Regions from separate parts of the Mus musculus genome. Here region 1 is linked to region 2. The links are chromatin contacts, called in public Hi-C maps. All regions are on one chromosome and are shown on one strand. Each heading gives the region's core, a stretch centred on a gene start, on an enhancer-like site or on the middle of the called end of the contact. The rest is flanking DNA. Distances are from core to core; before and after follow the strand shown. Region 1 has its middle 160 kb from the start of Gm30337. Region 2 has its middle 29 kb from the start of Gm30219.

What was found. Hi-C and Micro-C count contacts between places; a contact is called where the count stands out from the background.
Region 1: a Hi-C map of adipose-derived mesenchymal stem cells shows a contact between it and region 2, with 1.9 times the contacts expected there. The contact joins two enhancer-like sites. A contact is called at or near these places in 2 of 484 Hi-C or Micro-C datasets (the C2C12 cell line and adipose-derived mesenchymal stem cells) and 1 of 115 datasets of contacts at active chromatin or transcription factors (fibro-adipogenic progenitors).

The regions. Positions count from the first base shown.
Region 1 is chr11:111,959,759-111,962,978 of GRCm38.p6, forward strand. No RefSeq gene overlaps it. Among named protein-coding and RNA genes, the nearest start is that of Gm30337, 160 kb to the left of the region's middle. Within about 2 kb of position 1,748, at least 38 of the 459 cell types and tissues checked have an H3K27ac peak or open chromatin away from gene starts, as enhancers often do. A contact at or near this core is called in the C2C12 cell line and adipose-derived mesenchymal stem cells, where this site is marked.
Region 2 is chr11:111,686,355-111,689,947 of GRCm38.p6, forward strand. No RefSeq gene overlaps it. Among named protein-coding and RNA genes, the nearest start is that of Gm30219, 29 kb to the left of the region's middle. Within about 2 kb of position 2,272, at least 58 of the 459 cell types and tissues checked have an H3K27ac peak or open chromatin away from gene starts, as enhancers often do. A contact at or near this core is called in the C2C12 cell line and adipose-derived mesenchymal stem cells, where this site is marked.

The sequences.
Region 1 (3,220 bases), core at 498-2,997, 270 kb after region 2:
TTGGTTCCTACCACTTACATCAGTCAGCTCCCAACTGCTGGTAACTCCACTTCCAACAGATCAAACTCCCTCTTTCCCTCTCCTGTATTTATATGGTCCTGATACATACACACTGGCAAACATGCAAACACACACACACACACACACACGCATGCACAATTATAAAAATTATCTTTAATTACTTATTGGACACTAGGTACTATTCCAGAAGTTGAAAACAGAACCCTGAAGCAGTAACAGAGAGGAAACGGGCAATACATTATAATAACGGTTAAATGGGGTGCTAAAAGATACCGATGTGAATGAAAAGGAGGATGAAAAAGAGGTAGAGGAATGGATAGAGGGAGTTGCACTTCAGCAACTGAGGGTCAGTAGTGGGCTTCCTTGGACAGATGATGTGGGTGTGGATACAGAGCAACCTGAGGAGATGGAGACATTGAGCAATACAGAGCTCCAGGCAGATGGAGAATGGAATAAGACCAACCCAACAGTGGGAAACATGGAAGGGAAGTGTCAGAGGTCAATGTGCAGGAACACAAAGAGGCATTTCGATTTTAATGTGGAAATTGATGTGATTGAATTGGCATGGATGGAAACTAACTGTTGTGTAATGACGATCACCTATTTATAAGTTGTTATTCTGCTGAAGTTTACTTTAGGTGCTCATTCATTCTATTGTTGTTGATAGGACCCTTCTGTGTGCTAGCATTCCCGTGACACGAGAAACACTTCTTTATTTCCACAGTCAAATCCCCTGCTTTCATGTCAACTTCCATATCAACCGGCATTACTAATATATATATATATATATATATATATATATATATATGTGTGTGTGTGTGTGTGTGTGTGTGTGTGTGTGTGTTTGTGTGTGTGTATGTATATATATATATATATATATATATATATATATATATATTGATGATACATGCTGGAAACCTTACAAAACATATAAAAAATACATAGCAAAATCCCTTGCATGTATGATTGCCTTTAGTGATTAATTCCATGAAATGCAAGTTGGATCTAAAGGGATTAAGATTTGGTAGTATGATCTATTTACAAGTTCACCACCATGACATAATGTATAATCTCTATGATTATAGTAATTATTTAAGTCATGACACTGAACACACAGAAGCTTCACTTCCAAACGTCATGCTGATAGTGCCTTATCTCATTAGAATCTTTTCCCTGGGTTTCAGTTTCTTTTTAATACTGCAAAGATAAACAACTAAGGAAGAAGCTAGAACATTGGTTTAAGCAGAGCTTAGAAGTGGATGCCACAGTTTCTGAAAACCATTTTATTTTTTTCCGAGTCACTCAATCATCAGGTTTGTGATACACAGTGACCTGTCAGAAGGATGACCTTGCTCATCTGACATAGTTAATAGAGAGCAGGACTTAATGACTCTTTCACTGATTCTGACCAGCGGGCTAGACAAAGGAGCATCCTGACTGATCGTCATTTATGCCTCCAGCAGGGTTTTGGCCGAACAGGCTTAGAGTGTGACTGACAGAGCACCAGGCAGCAGAGGGACCCGTCTGCTATTGTCATTATTGCTTTGCTGACTTCCCATGCACTGGTTATGACCAGCGTCTCACATTTCCCTTTAATATTTCTGAAGCACTTTGGCACTCTGAATCCATTTCCTCTTAATGCTTCAGCTATCTCAGTAGTCTCTCTGAATAACATCTCTGGGTTGCTATCTTTTGGGACTCCATCAAACTTGCTTGGTCATACAGTAGGCGGATGAAATAAGCCTGTTAATAAGAAGGAGAAAAATCCATCCAGCTTCTAATAGCCTTATGATTCATTCCCTGGTGGCTCCGCAGCCTTTCTGAACAACGCTGATTGCCATCTGGTTTCTTTGGGGATGATAAATTCAGCAATAAATATGGTTCTTGGTACTCTGTCCCTCTAAATCCAAGTCACAAATACTGTGAGTCACAAGTTCCCACCCAACAACACAACAGCTCACTACAGAACTCAAATGATCCTTTGACATTGCCTGTACCACCCAACTACTAGTTTTGTCTAGGTTACGTTTCTTTTGGATTCACTACAGGATTTTTTTTTCCTTAACAGACATACACACACACACACACACACACACACACACACACACTTTTTTTTTTTTTTAAGAGGCAGGGGCATGAAGCCAAATGAACTGCGTTAAGCAGTGGGTTCCATTTTAGGTGTTGACAGTGTATAATAAATCCAGACCTACCTAACATTTACAGGAACATTATAAAATGAGTGCAAAGCTATGAGCTGGTTGCCAGGCCAACCAGACAAACACAATAAACAGGCAACTGTGACAGGGATAAGTTACACCATCCCTCCGGTCTGAAATATATCACTTTACATTGGTCTTTGACCACATTGAAAGCTTTTTGTTTTATATTTTTCAAAACTCTCTTTTACAGCACAGATTAGCATTAAATCTTTTCAGATGAGGAAGTCTCTCTCTCTCTCTCTCTCTTGCTTTTTTTATCTCCCCAAACTTGCATGTCTCCAAAAGAGCGAACATTTATTTTTATTTTAACCGTAATTAAAAAATAAATTCAAGTCTGAGGAACAACGTTCAGGCTCAAATCCTGAAGGTTCCCTTCTGGCAGATTAAAAAGGGGGAAAAAAATCCCTAGACTAGAAAGAAAATAAACAATAGCAGTAGTCAGTGTACTTAGTTGGTTTAAATGGTCTCCTAAAATGGCAGCATAGCTACCCTCCCACTTAACCCTTTGTACGCTAGTCTCCACTCTGAAATTCCTTTTGTCTTCGAGCAGCACCAATTTTATAAGAGCAAGAGACTATAGGATGCCATCTCTAGAAGCATCTTAGAAATTATTAATCTCAATAGTTTTGGCAGAAAAACAATACACAGACATATAGTGGATGGGTTTGGTTTTTCTCCCTTAATTAAAAACAATATTTTTCACTATTTATGATAAATTAAAATATTAATTTTTTTCTTACAGAAATTCCTAGAACTCAAAGAGGCTCCAATATCCCTTTCAATAACTTGCAAGCATCAAGACAGGATAATTTGGGATGGTCTATATACAACTATGCTGATAGACATATATAATACTGTAGTACTCAGCTAAATCTGATACGGTTTGCTTAAACCAGGCCAGATTTTCAACCACCCTTTCACAAAACACACTTGTTAATAGAGTGATCAACTTATCAGACTTTGCCCAAGACATCCTGAAT
Region 2 (3,593 bases), core at 1,022-3,521:
TTCTTCCTTTTTTTCCTTTCTCTCTCTCTCTCTCCCTCTTTTTTTTCTTTCCTGGGGCCTGGATATAAGACCACAGCCATCTAAATAATCCTCCAGAAATAAACCAATGAAATCGTGAGTCCTACAACAGACAGGGTATTATACCTGCTGCTGGTAAATGTTTCCATAGCCCCAACCACCTTTCCAGTAAAAATTTTGTCCCCAGGGGAAAGTCAGCAACTAAGATTTTTTTTTTAACTACTTTTCTGCAACAGAAAAGTTTGGGGCAATTGAACCTTTATGAATTTTAATATTTATGGCTATTATTTTACTTAAAGAATTACCCACCCATCAAGTTTATTGTGGAAATTTTACTACTGTATTACCATATATACATAAATAAAATTCTTCTGAAAATTTAGATGATTAACTATGAGACTTCTTCTTAATGAAGTAAATAAATTAAAAATGATTTTCTTTCCATAGATTATTTTTTATTTTCATATTTATTTCATGAGTATTTCAATTACATGAATATAGGAGGGTAAGAGTCCTTTGTAGAAAAAAAAATCGGTTAATTGCTTACAGAGTGAACCTGTATGGATTGTCAAGGTCCATTTAGATTAGACTCTTAGAGGTTGGACTGTTTGGACCTTGCTAAGCATGGTAGCATGGGCCTCTAATCCCAGCACTCAGATTCACACAGAAGGATTGCCTTGTCTTCAAAGTCAGTTTGAACAAAATGAACCACTAAACCTTGAGCATCAAACCTCAGCTTGTCTGTTTTACCCTTAATAAGAGTGTCTCCCCCTGTACTGCGGTAAGAGTGGAACCCAGAACCTTGCACATACTCAGCAAGTGCTAGGCCACTCAGCTGTGTCCAGTGATTATTTGCTTTTTGTTTTGAGACAGTTTCTTAGCTGCCTGGAATGTTTGTAAGCCACTCAACCAGGCAGACCCCGGATTATCACATCCTTCCTCTGTCGCCCAATGGTAATTATTTCTCAATAAACTTGCAACTCAAGAACAAATCTTCAGTAAAGATAGGATTTTTACTGCAGATTAAATTTGGCCTTTGATACTAGAGGCTCTGTTGTCACACATGAAAGACAGGGCATAGCGACAGTGAACTGTTTCCTGAAGTTTGGTAAGAATATAAATGTTACAATAGTTCAAAGGAAACATTATGGTAGCTGCCAAACTCTAAGATGCAGATGAACCCTTTACCTAACACAAAGGTCTGTGGAATCTGCTTAATAGCCATTTATGTTTGTATGTCAGAGGAATACATATGTATACATACATATATATATTTGTATGTATATATGTGCGTCATTGTTTATTTTTGAAACAACTTTAGAGAATTTGTTTTCTAAAGTGCCTAGAGCAAGCATAGGAACAATTACTGGGGAACAGAAAAACAGTAGACTCCGGCTAATGCCTGCTAATTTAACTATTTCCACCTAGCCAAACTCTGCTAAGCTCGATAACCCACAAACAGACTGAAGTTTACAGAACAAAATCCCTCACAGCAGCGCTTGCCTGTGTCTGATAAGCAGGGTATGAAATGTAGGGCTGAGCCCAGGCACCCAAGTTTTATGTCACAAAAAGACTAAGTAAGCCACAGAGGGAAAGATAAGATCTAAACGGCAAACAAGGGTGTGCCTTCCTGATTATTCAGAGTGGAGAGGAAACATTGTGTGTTAGGGAATTATGAACTGATCTCTGAACTTAATGAGCAAGCCTGCCATTCTAGACTGTGGCATGACTTTGGGAGGTCATAAAAAAATTACACTTCTCCTGGCTTTCTCCAGTGACTCTCACATGCAATTATTATGAAATGAGTTTTCTCTTACAAGGAAATGATTGTCTCTCAAAATCATCCTCCATAATAGTAACAAACAATATAAAGCTGGCGATCAAAAGGAAAATATGCTTTTAATCCCTAGTTATCCCAAGAAGCACGGTTTGAGGAAATGACTTAACTGTAGTTTTAAAATTGTATGTATTATCAGTGTGTGTGTGTGTGTGTGTGTGTGTGTGTGTGTGAGCATGCATATATGTTGTACACCAGTATACATGTAGAGGTCACAGGACAACCTTGTGGGGGTCAGTTTGCTGCTTCTACCTTCATGTGGTTGTGAAATTCAAGCTCAGCCTGCCAGACGTGCATGTGAGACATCTTGTTGGCACAATTACGTGTTTTTGTTGGAGATTTGTAATAGCTTGTGGGTCTGTGCATAGGGGAAGAACATGGCAGCAAAAGAGAAAAGCACGTATCCTAGCCTGAGCTGGTGTCTGTGGTGATGCATACACATTCCTCATAACAGTATCATGAGGTTTGGAATCTGATATTTTATATCAACAATGGTTGCTACATAGTTATCTCAGCTCCTTTGGGATTCATGTTCTTTCTCATCTGTAGGAACTGCTAAGAGTTGCCACAGCTTCCCTGGTGGTAGCACAGATGTTGTCTGGCAGACAGAGACAGAGGCTTACAGGACAGTCTCAAGAACGACCAGAGTCAACCTGAACAGACATATACAGATGCTTGGAATTCTCTCACTGTATTTTATAAAGATTTATTTTTACTTCTCTCTCTCTGTCTCTCTGTCTCTCAGTCTCTCTGTCTCTCTCTCTCTCTGTCTCTCTCTCAGTCTCTCTGTCTCTCTCTGTGTCTCTCTTTCTCTCTCTCTTTGTGTGTGTGTGTGTGTGTGTGTGTGTGTGTGTGTGTGTGTGTGTGTGTGTGTGTGTGTGTAAGAGAGGGGACATATGTACAATGCCCTTGAAGGCCAGAAGAAGGCATTAGATCCCCTGGAACTAAAGTTACAGGTGGTTGCCAGCCTCTGTGTAGGTGTAAAGAATCAAACTAGGGTCTTCTGCAAAAGCAATAAGCACTCTTAACCCCTCACCATTACTTTTAAGTCCCTGTCACTATTTATTAATTTGATGGTAGATGTGTCCTCATCTGAATTATGCAAATACAGGTGGAAGTTTTCTATGCAGTTGCACAGAGAGTTCTTTGCATTGTAATTAGGCTAAGTGGGTGATAGCCCTGCTCAGGTCTTCTTGAGTTCTGAAAGAAAAATGCTAACTTCTTCAACTAGAATTGAGACTCTCTCTCTCTCTCTCTCTCTCTCTCTCTCTCTCTCTCTCTCTCTCTCTCTCTCTCTCCATCTTTGTCTTCTGTCTGTGTATTTTGAAGACAATATTTACAAAGATATTTATTTTATTTCGGTTATGCTGTTTTTATTTATAAGAGTGCACACATGTTTGTTAGTGTTGTGCAAGTGAGTGCTGGTATTCCGGAAGTCCAGAGATCCCTAGAACTGGAGTTACAGGGAAATGTGAGCCACCTGAAGTCAGTGCTGGGCACCTGCTCAGGTCATCTGCCAGAGCAAGCAGACATCTGTCAGCGGCTGAGCCACCTCTCCAGGCTTCAAGATGCATATTTTTTATGTAATAAAATATTTTGTAATAATTCATTAAGAATTTCATATAATATATTCATGTATTTTACTATATGCATAATATGTATTTAACCTACCGAATTATTTGTTAAATCTTGAATTTCAATATGCATACACTTACTATCTCAAAATCTAAAATAACTT